Regions from separate parts of the Capsicum annuum genome. Here region 2 is linked to region 1. A link is a contact called in public Hi-C data. All regions are on one chromosome and are shown on one strand. Each heading gives the region's core, a stretch centred on a gene start, on an enhancer-like site or on the middle of the called end of the contact. The rest is flanking DNA. Distances are from core to core; before and after follow the strand shown.

Region 1 (6,515 bases), core at 1,420-3,919:
CGACAAAAAACCAAAATTTTAAATGGAAGGTAAGAAATAAATTTATATGTCTTAGTTGATTTAAAATATAAAGGTTAAAGCTCAATCGTAAAATTAATAATTATTTAATAAATCATATTTTATTAATTTTAAAAATTCATCAATGGAATATAATTTTAAAGAACATTGATATTTTTATTTCCATATCAAAACATCTAAAATAATTATATTTGTCATTAGTTATTAAGTATTAGTTGTAATTTTAGTAGTAATAATTGTTTTTAATATTGCATAATCAATATAAAATATATTAATGTGATACATTAAAAATTAATTTATTTTTTATTTCAAAGTGAATAAGCTAATTAATTAATTTTTTTTTATTTCGTACATCGCGTGGATACCTATACTAATAAAATATTAGAAAAATTATGAAAACTAGCATACTTAAGACCTTAATTACAATAAATAACATATTTTCTCAAAGTTACAAATTATAGCAAAAGTAACAATATTTTAACCATTATACTGAAAAACGTGTGGGTTTCACCCACTTTTTTACCTTTACCTATTTTCACTCCACTTTTTTTTTTCAATTTCTTTCCTTTTAAAAAAATAAATAATTTGTGATCCATCAAATAAGGTAAGTTGATGTTTATTTATATTCTTTTATTTTTTTCTTCATCCGTATTCTTCATTTTTTTTGGAGGTAGGTGATATTTTTTGTTGAAAGAATGTGGAGGTCTGCTATAATGGAGGAGATATGTTATTTGATGGAGGTCTATTGTAATTTTTCCTGCATTATTTGATGAGCTTTTATGATTTTTTTTTTTGATTGAAAGATTGTGGAGTTTTGTGTTAAGTTGATTTCTACTCCTATTCAGTTGAACAGAGAATTCGATATAGAAAAGGTGAGATTGAAACATTGTGACGAACCGAAAAATATTGAAAAAATCACGAAATGAAAAATATTGAGAAAACTTTCGTCTTCAAAATCCCCAAAAGTACAAAAATATGTGAAAAAGAGGAAGTCAAACGAAAAGAAAGAATATGTATTTTTTCAGGTGTTCATATATATATTTATGAGTAATGCATAGATATTTTTCAGTTATGCATATATATTCATGAATAATAAATATGTATTTTACCATATCGTATATGTATTTATTACTAATGCATATGTATTTTTCCAGACATGCATATGTATATTTGAATAATACATATGTATTTTCTAATTATTCATACGTTTTTATGGGGTTGCATGTTATATTTATTGATTTGAAAATATATTTTTAGTTATGCTTAGGTTTTTATAGATGCATATGTATTTATGAATAATATATATGTACTTTTTCAGTGTGTATATGTATTTTATGACTAATGCATATATATTTTTTCAGAAATGCATATGTATTTTTCCACTTATGTCTATCTGTTTATGAATAACACATATGTATTTATGATTAATGCATATGTATTTATGGATGATGCATATTTTTCATTATAATAATATTTTTGATGTCTACATCATAAAGAAGAAATGTATACTTTTAGCGCAATTAGGCACGTGTATTATGTCACTTTTTGTTATAGCGATTTTGTGTTCTATATGTTAATACATACATATGAGTCAAATATGTATTTCTGTAAATACATATGCACATATATATGTATATTTTATACTGTAAATACATACGCAAATCTGTATATTTATGTATTTTGTATATTTTTTTTAAATATGTATATGTGATATAGTTACGTGTCTTTTAAAAATAAAAGTAAAAGATAGAAAAGTAAAAAAAATAAAAACAAAAAAAAATTCAAAAAAAAGAAGTGAAAACCGAAAAAAAAATAAAAAAAAAGAAATAAAAGATAGAAATATAAGTGTAAAAATAAAACCAAAAATAAAAGAAATAAAAAAATAAAAATAGAAAAAAAAAGAAGAAAACAAAAACAGGAAAAGAAAAAGAAAAATATATGAAAGAAAAAAAATAAGAAAAAAAAGAAAAAGGATAAAAAAGAAGAGAAATAGAAGAGTCAAAATAAAGTGAAAAAAAATTATAAAAAAAAATGAAAATAGGAAAAGAAGAAGAAAAATATGAGAAATGAAAACAATAAGAAAACGAAAAATTAGAAAAAAAAAAAGAAAAAAATGAAAAAGGATATAAAAAAGAAATATAATAGTCATATTAGGAAAAGAAATCTTTATAATTAAACGTAACATAAATTAAGACGGTTACTTCCCTTATATAACTCTAACTAACGAGAGTTAAAATAGTAATTACTATTCAATTTACATATGTATTTATATAGTAATATTTTACTTATTATAGAATATAATTTAATATTTTTCATAATTATAAAATTGATACTATAAAAATTATAATTAAGATTACAAAGTTACTGCTTTTAAAATTTTTCGAAAAATATTTATACCATAAATTTTTAAAGTACCTACTATTTTTTTCTAAAAATACCACGCCAAACTCAAACTGTCAAACAGGACAAAGGAAGTAGTCTCCATTTGCATTTTACAATTTGGCAATTAACGCTTCATTTTAGTCAAGTAGGCCCCCTCCCATTCAATTTCGTGGCGCTCACTACTTGTCAATCAACTTATAAAACTACTCATTTCTCCATCTTCATTACCCCTCTTTCATTTTTGTCTTTCGTACAGCTCCTCTCAATTATGGCGGCTGCAGCGCCCCCTCCTCCTCCTTTCACCAAAACCCTATCTCATTCCCCTTCCTCCTCCGCCAAATCCCCCACTCTTCTCCCTAGATCCACCTTCCCTTTTACCCGGCCCCTTCTCCTTATCCACCGCCGTCGTTTCACGGTCAACAATGTCATTTCCACTAATCATAACGTTTCCCTTTCTCAACCACCCGAAACATTTATTACCCGTTTTGCCCCTGACGAGCCCCGAAAAGGCTGCGACGTTCTCGTGGAAGCACTCGAAAGAGAAGGGGTTACCGACGTCTTTGCATACCCTGGCGGTGCTTCAGTGGAGATTCATCAGGCATTGACTCGTTCGAATATAATCCGGAATGTCCTGCCACGTCATGAGCAAGGTGGCGTATTCGCTGCCGAGGGTTACGCGCGCGCCACCGGGTTCCCTGGTGTGTGCATTGCGACATCAGGGCCGGGAGCTACGAATCTCGTTAGCGGGCTTGCGGATGCGTTGTTGGATAGTATTCCGATAGTGGCTATTACGGGTCAGGTGCCGAGGAGGATGATTGGTACGGATGCGTTTCAGGAGACTCCGATTGTCGAGGTAACTAGGTCTATAACGAAGCATAATTATCTTGTTATGGATGTAGAGGATATTCCCAGGGTTGTTCGTGAGGCATTTTTCCTAGCAAAATCGGGGAGGCCTGGTCCAGTTTTGATTGATGTTCCTAAGGATATTCAGCAGCAATTGGTGATACCTAATTGGGATCAGCCAATGAGGTTGCCTGGTTACATGTCTAGGTTGCCTAAATTGCCTAATGAGATGCTTTTGGAACAAATTGTTAGGCTTATTTCTGAGTCAAAGAAGCCTGTTTTGTATGTGGGAGGTGGGTGTTCGCAGTCGAGTGAGGAGTTGAGACGATTTGTGGAGCTTACTGGTATTCCCGTTGCGACTACTTTGATGGGTCTTGGAGCTTTTCCAACTGGGGATGACCTTTCTCTTCAGATGTTGGGTATGCATGGCACTGTCTATGCTAATTATGCTGTCGATAGTAGTGATTTGCTGCTTGCGTTTGGGGTGAGGTTTGATGATAGGGTTACTGGTAAATTGGAAGCTTTTGCTAGCCGTGCGAAAATTGTCCACATTGACATTGATTCAGCTGAGATTGGAAAGAACAAGCAGCCTCATGTTTCAATTTGTGCAGATATCAAGTTGGCATTACAGGGTTTGAATTCCATATTGGAGGGTAAAGAAGCTAAGCTGAAGAAGTTGGACTTTTCTGCTTGGAGGCAGGAGTTAAACGAGCAGAAAGTGAAGTACCCATTGAATTATAAGACTTTTGGTGATGCCATCCCTCCACAATATGCTATTCAGGTTCTAGATGAGTTAACCGACGGAAATGCCATTGTTAGTACTGGTGTGGGGCAACACCAGATGTGGGCTGCCCAGTACTATAAGTTCAAAAAGCCACGCCAATGGTTGACATCTGGTGGATTAGGAGCAATGGGATTTGGTTTGCCCGCTGCTATAGGTGCGGCTGTTGGAAGACCCGGGGAGATTGTGGTTGACATTGATGGTGATGGGAGTTTTATCATGAATGTGCAGGAGTTAGCAACAATTAAGGTGGAGAACCTCCCAGTTAAGATTATGTTGCTGAATAATCAACACTTGGGAATGGTGGTTCAATGGGAGGATCGGTTCTACAAGGCTAACAGAGCACACACTTACCTGGGTAATCCTGCAAATGAGGAAGAAATCTTTCCTAATATGTTGAAATTTGCAGAGGCTTGTGGCGTACCTGCTGCAAGAGTGACACACAGGGATGATGTTAGAGCTGCCATTCAGAAGATGTTGGACACTCCTGGACCATACTTGTTGGATGTGATTGTACCGCATCAGGAGCACGTTTTACCTATGATTCCCAGTGGTGGTGCTTTCAAAGATGTGATTACAGAGGGTGATGGGAGATGTTCCCACTGACTTTGAGAAGCTTCGGAGCTAGTTCTAGGCATTGTATTATCTAAAATAAACTTCTATTAAGCCAAAAGTTTTCTTTCAATCTAGTTTGTTATTAGTCCTTGGCGTGGTGTTACTTATTGTCACTGTTGTACTATCCTCTAGATAATATTTATGTTTGTTGGTTTGCAAGGTGTGTTAATTTAATTTTCTACTTTAGGTGTATCTTCTGTCACAAGTTAATATGTGAGCTGCATTAACTATCTCAGCAGTAAGCATTATTTATTGCAATTATTATAATGCACACCAAAAGCTTTTCCTCTTCAATTACAAGATGCTATCCTTGTGTCGTTTGTAATTTAATACAGGGTCTGGAAAAACTGCGTGTACAAAATATGCCTACCATCACCAGAAAAGGGATTGGGAGCTGGCTCTAGTCTGTGCAGATCCTTCAGAGCGCTTTTGATCAGTTGAAACAGAATGCAACAAAAGCTAAAGTTCCTTTTTATGGAAGGCATTTCCTCTTCTGAATCTATTATTTTTATTGTTATCTCCACACATGTAGAATGATGTTCATTCTTCTATTTAATGATGATCAATATTCTTGTTCTTCCTGGCAGAAGAAATCGAAACTCGTCATCTTTTTGTTTGTTTAATCAATAAGCAATGTCATAGGTTCATAAGTATTGACAAATTTAAAGTGCATTTAGATAAGGCACAAGATTAAAGTGCATCCGTCTTAGTCACAAGATTAAAGTGCGTCCATCTTAGTCACAAGGTTAAAGTTAATTAGCATGAGAAATATGAGCTATTAATAAAACCTAATCCCTTAGAGTAACTAACTTGATCTCCCTAGAGTTGAGTCAATCTCTCCTTAGTATCTCTGCTACACTTCAACATCCTACTTCTAAGTCCTCCATATCTCATTTCTAGATCGTTGTTCATGTCATCGGAAGAACTCTATAAAATATTTTTAAATCTGAACTTTTAGCAATTATATATGTGAATTGATCGAAGTATTAAATGGAATCCAACTGCGTCGATTGTGCTCCATGAGTTAATGATATGATACTTTGAACAGTGGAACCATGGAGGGGAACGAAAAGGTATAGTACTCTGAACAGTGGAACCATGGAAGGGAACAAAAAGGTATAGTACATAATTAATCCTTTTAAGTCGAATTTTCACCCAAACGGGAAAAGGAGGGGAAAAAGAGAAAGCTATTCTTGTTGCTGTTAGGCTAAAGGAATATACAGTTCACCTGCTTTAATGGAATTTACTGTTGTTGGGCATCTTTCTTAATAGGACTGAACCTGTAATTGGTAATCAGGTCATTTTGAACTGCATTACTTTTCTAATCATCACTTCAGGCCATTTTGTTTTAATTGTATGAATGTTTCTGCAACAGCTGTACAGAAACAGACCCAGTGAAAATAGCTGTGGATGGTGTAGAAATGTTTAAGGAGGAAAACTGTGATCTAATAATTGTGGATACAGTGGGTGCCACGAACAAGAAGCAGCTCTTTTTGAAGAAGTGCGACAAGTTTCTGAAGCAACGGTATGTTCTACTATGCTCTATATTTTTCCCTTTCATTAGATGCTCATCTTTTTGTTTTCCGCAGAAACTGGATCTCGTGTTATTGTTATAGATAGTAGTATTGCACAAGCTGCTTTTGATCAAGCTCAAGCATTTCGACAAAGTGTTGCTCTTGGAGCTGTGATTGTTACTGAGATGGATGGCCATGCAAAAGGAGGTGGTGCCCCTAGTGCGTAAGTTTTTAATGGTTTGGCTGTATAATGAAATTTCTTCTTATAGTTTTGGGTACTGTTGCTCAACTACAGAACATATGTTAAGCTCGTGTTATCAGCTTTTAACATCTGAACTTCTAGCCATGGTAACTCCAAGTTG
Region 2 (7,138 bases), core at 4,378-6,877, 110 kb before region 1:
TGATGGTCTTTAGGCTGGGTCTTACCTCTAAGACAAAAGTTATATAGCATTTCATAAGTAAAAGACACAATGTGTTAGTGTTGACTCTTACCCAATGTATGTAACTTATTTGATAATTTTTTGGATCAGTCGTGCCTCTAAGGCGAGAGTTGTAGAATATCTCATAAATAAAGACATAACGTGGTAATGTCAACTCTTACCCGTGGGGCGCAATTTGTTGTTTAAAAGTTCTTGAGCTAAGTCTTGCCTCTAAGACAAGAGTAGAACATCCCATAAATGAAGACATAACGTGGTAGTGTTAACTCTTGCCCGTGGGGCGTAATTTATAGTTTAAAAGTGTCACGCCTCAAATCCTATTGGGGCAAACTGGAACCCGTAACCGAGGAGGCCCGGGAGAATCAGCTCATAACCTTATACTTCCCATGCATACCTCTATGACAACCCGAAATTCGGACAGCATCATGTCGCATATAAAAGGAAATAATCACCTGTATAAGCTCGAGCACACACACACACATATATATATATAATACTTAGCCGTTGGAACCATCACGTCTATTAACAAAACACCACCTTGACTGTACATTAGGTCTACAAAGCCTCTAGACAATACACAGAGTTTAACTAAGGTTGGGACACACCCTGCCATATAACTAACTTCTATACAATACCAAAAGTGACTGGATATGACACGAAAAGTCCCAAAGCAAACTAGAGCTCACCAAAAGCAGTTGGATATCCTGGCTGCTACTTGTGCGGTGTATAAGCTGAGGTTCCTGTGCCTGCAGCATAAAATGCAGGTCCCCCGTGGGGGACGTCAGTACGAAATATGTACTGAGTATGTAAAGCTGTAGATAATCACATATGATATAAGAGCTCAATAAAAATTAGAAACAAGTGAATAAATCGTAATAGGAGTGGACCACACTTACTAAAACTTGTGACAACCTGTACATTGTATTTATTCAATAACTTTACCTTCGTTCTTATCATCTTTGTAATCATTACTGTACTGTACTGTGACCATTAGGCTGCCTCCAGTACATATCAACTAGGATCGACCCATGATAGGCTTATGCCCCTGGGATACCACCCATAAACACATAAATAGGGATCGACCCATGATAGGCTTATGCCCTGGGATACCACCCGATAAGAGAGAACTTCTATTACTTAGTTCAATTAGTCTTTGAGATTGTTATTTCGGTCGCCACCGCATTTTTGATACTTTGAAACAATGATACATCAATAAGAGACATATAAATAGACCATCAATGCAATAACAATGAAGTAAGAACTCATTGGCACATCAATGAAGTGTTTTGGAGTCATCAATGCCATAACAATGAAGTAGGAACTTATTGGTATATCAATGAAATGTTTTGGAGTCATTAATAGCACATGGATCTTGTTTGAGTAACCGAATACCTTCTGACATTCATTAGTGCAATAAACATGTAAGATTTCGAAAACAAGTAAGTATTGGAATGTCTTGACATCTTGTAGGGTGGAAACAAGTTCATTGGTAACGTAGGACATCATACAAAACCATTATGGATCACATGTTATTGAATAACTTTGGAAACTTTCTTAATAGAACAATTGTTCACTTTCATACCAAAGATATGGTATAGAGTATGTTTTACATACCTGACTGTCAACCTTCAATACTAGTCCCAAATGGACTTTCCGTCTTTTCGGGTTACTTATCTACAATAAACATATATAGCAATCTAGTATTAGCAACCAAACATCACAATTCAATTATTTGAATTCACCAAACTAGTGGTTAAGTAGTAAGCCTTAATTACACCATAAAGGGTGTCACTTTAACCCTCTTATACTTCAATTACATTTACATGCCATGCATATTCATACAATATCCTCCAATATCAAGTTTGGATTCATTTATCCTTCCAACCAATCCATTAAACCAAATTAAGCCATGGACATAAATAATCATCAATTCAATAGTATATCACCATATCCACCTTCCACAATTCAGTACAACCAAACCATGCAAAATAGTTCATAACCCTGTTTCCATCACCTTTCAATAACAACCAATACATATAATCCTCTATCACATATATACATATGGAAAAGAACAAAGGCAAACAATATTCATACCTTAGAATTCACCTCTTGATTATGCAATCTTGTTTGCACAAATAATAGGTGCCGTTCGAAGCTCTCGAGATGACAAACACAGTTATCGGATTACTTTGGAATTTCTACGGTTGAATCAAAAGTAATTTAAAGGTCAAATTTGGCTAGGGTTTGTTCTTTCTCAATGATTGATGATGAAAATGAGTTTTTGAACTCATATACATGTATATATACACATATTCTCATCCATAATATAATAGAAAATGACCAAAATGCCTTTAAAATTTAAATAATGTCAAATCTGTCCTTTGGTGGACTGTTTTAGTAAGCTAAAGTAGATCGACCATAACTCTTTGCTCCGATATCGGATTTGGGTGAAATTGGTATCGTTGGAAGGATAATTCAAAGGTATTTAATTTCATATAAAGTAGGCCACCCAGTTCGTCCTGTACAAGGAGTTATGGTCGTTTGAAGTTGACCTTAAAAATATGTTTTGATAGGCTGAAGTAAAATGAGTATAACTCCTTACTTAGACGTTGGATTTGGATGAAACCAATTGCATTGGAAAGAAGACTCAAAGATCTTTCTTTTCATAGGTCGCAGCTCTCCCAGTTCATTATATTAAGGGATTTATGATCGTTCGAAGTTGACCCAAAAATTCGACTGGCCTCAGTAGTTTGTGTGCAGGAAATTTTCATGCACATTTATTATTCCCAAATATTCCAGCAACCGTTTTATAGTTTCGAACGTGCTCGATTATATCCGAAACATATCCGTTTTTGGAAATCTTTATATCGTTGGAAAGCTTATTCAATAACCTTCGCATGGAACCATCGACGGGCAAATTCCAGTATAAATAATAATAAAAAAAATTAATTCCATATAAATAAGACCAATACACGTACTTGAATACGTCAATACACGTACTTGAATATGGGGTGTTACAAAAAGTCCTTGAGCTAAGTCTTGCCTCTAAGGAAATAGTTGCAGAACATCTCATAAATGAAAACATAATGTGGTAGAGTCAACTCTTGCCCGTGGGGCATAATTTGTGGTTTGAAAATCCTTGAGCTAAGTCTTGCCTCTAAGGTAAGAGTTATAGAACATCTTATAAATCAAAACATAATGTGGTAGTGTCAACTCTTGCCCATGAAACATAACTTGTTGTTTGAAAGTCATAAGTTATGCCTCTACAATGTGGTAGTGTCAACTCTTGCCCATGAAACGTAACTTATTGTTTGAAAGTCATAAATCTTGCCTCTATAATATGATAGTGTCAACTTTTGCTCATGGTATGTAACTTGATTGGAAGAAATCGAAGAAAAAAATAAATAATAAAAATTGCGAAAACAAAGAAAATGAAGAAAAATATTTTAAAAAATAAAAATCAAAGAAAATGTAGAAGTGAGAGAGAATGAAAAAAAATAGAGGTTTAGAAAAATTTAAAAATAAAGATAAAATAAAAATAAAGGATGAGAAAAATTTTAAAAGTAAAAAAGGAAAGAAAAAATTAAAAATTAAATTTTTTTTTTTAAAAAAATAAAAATAGACGTTGAGAGGAGTAAAGGAAAAAAAGAATAAGGGTCGAGAAAAGCTAAAAAGAACAAAAACAAAAAGAAAAATAAAATAAAATATCAAAGTAAAATTCTTTTAAAAAAAGTTGAGAGGAGAAAAGAAAAAAAAAGTAAGGCTTGAGAAAAATAAAAAATAAAAAAAGAAAAGAAAACATAAAAATCAAAGTAGGATTAAAAAAAGAAAAAAAAATGAATGATGAATAAGTATAGAATTGTTTTCCATTATGTGGATCATTTCGGGTTTTGTCGGAAAAAAAATGTTTTTCAGGGAGAGTCTCATCTGGGTGGTTGGTTAATTTACTCCATTGATCAAAGATAATCTTGTTTGAAAATATATCACTTTATAGCTGAAGGCTATTTTTATAAAATATTTTTATTTGGGGTCAAAATTTGAAAGCAACTTATGAAACTAGAGGTGCAAGTGACGTATTTTATATGGGAGAATTTAACGGAGTATTTGAACCTATATTATAAACTAATTATGGAACTCTATTAGTACTTCACTAGAATTTTTCCTAATGTCAAGGGTTCGTCAACAACCAAAAAAGCAATGTTTGAACATTACATTTTTTCAGCTGAAGGGAACTCAATCGAATTCTTTTTTCCAAGCTAGCTCTGTTGTTGGGTGCAAGCTTGAGAAAATTAGTTGGGGGTGACAAAAAAGTCTCTAAATTAAAAATGATGACAATTTTAACCAGCTACGATCAAAGCTTCATTTAAATTGTAATTAAGTTAATTGGGGTGTAAAGTGTAATTTTTAAAAAATTTTAAATTTTTTAAAAAGTCCAACTCCAAATTTCAAATTTTACAATTTTTCCCTTTTTCTTATCTTTCAATCTTTCTTCTTTTATTTTTCTCTATCTAAATTTCTTTCTCTGCATCTTCTTCCTTATTTTTTTCCCTCTCTCTAGTATTCCTTTTCTTTCATCTTCTCTTCTTCTTTTTCTTTCTCCTTTCATTTCGTTCTTCTTTCTTTTTTAATTTTCATGGACTATTTTTTTTTTTTTTAAAAAAAAGTTTGAAAAGAAAATTTTGATTTCTTTTAAAAATGAATGAAGAAATAATACAGCAAATTCAGCAATTACGAGAGTTTCTTCGTAGTTGCCTCAACAACTATTATTAGTTGTTGCAACAACTATCCAAATTGCTGCAGCAACTTCGGTTGTTGCTACAGCAACTATCGAAATTGCTGCAGCAACTTCAATTGTAGCTGCAGCAACTTCGATACTTAATTTCTGAAAAAAAATCTGATTGGAGGAGGAACCCACGAAAAGGTGATATTTATGGTAAAAATGGAGGTGGTGGTGCTGATGGTGACGTCAAATAAGAAGATGACATTTGTTGTGGTGTTGATAGCGATGGTGGTGGAGGAGAAAAAAGAAAAATAGGCGATAGTTATGTAAAGGAAGAAAATAATGGTGAATCTGAAAGAGATGACAATGGCAGTGATAATGATAGTGGAGAAAGAGGAGGTGGCGGCGACGGCAACAAAAAGGGTGCAAGAGGAGGAGTGGTGGTGATGGTGTAGGAATCTTTGTGTAAATAATAAAACTTGAGGGTTTTAAAATTAATATTATTAACACTAATCTTAAAATTATCACCTCTACTCAATATTTAAAACTTATGTCACTCTCTTTTAGTTTTGAAACTTTTTTGTCACCCTTAATTAATTTGCCCTACAAGCTTCCTTTATTATTAAGGGCCACTATTTTTCACAAAATGAAATATCTGTAGCATTTTAGTTATTAGAGTCACTTATTTACTCCGAATACCTTTAATTTATGTGGAAGAATGCCAAGAGAGGAATGGATAAAGGGCAGTCTGGTGCATACAATGCACGGGGTCTAGGAAAGGGACGGGCCACAATAGAGGAATGGATGGAAAGTGAAAAAAACTGGAGAGAGCTGGAGCAAGGGGAAATAATTCAAGGCAATCCTTTAAAGACCTAATATTGAGCAACGTTAACCATGTCCAAAAGTTCTTGGCGTCGAGTCTTCAGATTAATTAGTGATGCTGATGAAGTTGCACCTTTTTTGTGTTTTTCCTTTCTCAGTTCTCACAGGGTGAGCCAGATAACAATAGTAAGTATCGAATTTAATCGTGGTAGCTGATGAGAGAGAGGCAGATCGCAACGAATTTGAGTTCAGAATATAGTAAAACTGACACCGCGACTTACCAAAATTTTATTATGACGACAGTATCATCATTATAATCCCTGCAACAATATTCTGAAGCAGAGGAAGTTGAATCTCCAGACATTACAAAATTCTCGACAGGACTTTAGTGGACAGGGAAAGGGGTTGGAGCTGGTGTAGGAATAATTTACAAAATTTAACTAAAAGGCACATTCACAACCTGTTTGGGAACCCAGGTGAGTTGATTGACGGATTGGACTACAAACCATTATATAGAATACGTTCTTCACCCCTCTTGAGCTCCTGTTCCTTGTGCTACTGGGGATGTTAGTTTTCAGCTCGGTGTTTCTCCAAAGCACTCCATACGCGACTAGCTTTTAAATTAGCCTCGTTGAAACAATTTATCATCATCCAACCCTCACATGAATATACGCATAGCGTAGCCGGAGCCGAGAGACTAGCTCTTCTCAAAAAAACTGAATATGCTACAGATGTCAAGACACTTCTTTGTGACACGTGAGTGCTTGGCGGCTTGTATCTAGAACAAACAATGATTGAAGAGTCCAGCAGCCTGCCTACAACCAATTATATCAATCAGAACAAAGAACGTTGATTAATACCTCCTCCATCCAATTCACCTGCCGCACTTTTGACTTTCAATAATTAATAAGAGAAGCATAAATATTTAGTTATTTGTTGAAAAATATGTTAAAGTCATATTATGACTTTCTATGCAGCAGAATGATACGAGGAAAAATCTATATGCCAAAACATTTTGGGGTATTTCAAAATGTACTAAAATTTCACCCAAGGAAAGGGAACACTGTTGGGCATCTCAAAAGGAAAGTATCATAACCACTTTTGGACAGAGGCAGATGTAAAATATTTCCCAAACAAATTTGATTGTGCTATAATAAATTAATAATGATGTGTGTTTCCGTATTGCATCTCCAGTCACTACACCATTAATGGCAAGTTATTCCAGCTAAGATGAAGGTTGAGGAATAGTCACATGCTTACAACTCAGTAAGGCCAAAGTTTTCGTTTACCATCTTTATATAGATACCTAAGTTCATTGGGTCATTAGTAAAAGACGTTTTTTGTTTCTCTTTTTTTTTTGGGTTGCTTTTCTGTGGCTCATCTTTTTAAAGTAATTCTTGTTTCACACATTTAAAAATTTCTAGTTGGAGGATTTTGGACACGAGGAATAAGATAATAAATCTAAGAACTCATTGTGTCAATTTCGGCCACATACCTTACCTGGAAGGGAAAGAAACTGACAGTTTTTGGGAAACAAAGCAAAATAGAAGAGGGGAAAAG

The links. Hi-C and Micro-C count contacts between places; a contact is called where the count stands out from the background.
Region 2: a contact with region 1 is called in a Hi-C map of leaf, with 2.4 times the contacts expected there. The contact joins the enhancer-like site here to the promoter of LOC107853330 in region 1. A contact is called at or near these places in 2 of 5 Hi-C or Micro-C datasets (leaf and placenta).

The regions. Positions count from the first base shown.
Region 1 is chr4:169,520,627-169,527,141 of UCD10Xv1.1, reverse strand. It overlaps LOC107853330 (acetolactate synthase 2, chloroplastic), which reads left to right and starts at 2,669. Exons shown (of 1, transcript NM_001324699.1): 1 at 2,669-4,630. The coding sequence starts at 2,669. The coding sequence ends at 4,630. It also overlaps the pseudogene LOC107853328.
Region 2 is chr4:169,631,335-169,638,472 of UCD10Xv1.1, reverse strand. It overlaps LOC107853331 (probable inactive ATP-dependent zinc metalloprotease FTSHI 4, chloroplastic), which reads right to left. Exons shown (of 17, transcript XM_016698334.2): 17 at 5,856-6,389. Among protein-coding and RNA genes, the nearest start is that of LOC107853338, 8.6 kb to the left of the region's middle. Within about 2 kb of position 5,627, at least 2 of the 5 cell types and tissues checked have an H3K27ac peak or open chromatin away from gene starts, as enhancers often do. A contact at or near this core is called in leaf, where this site is marked.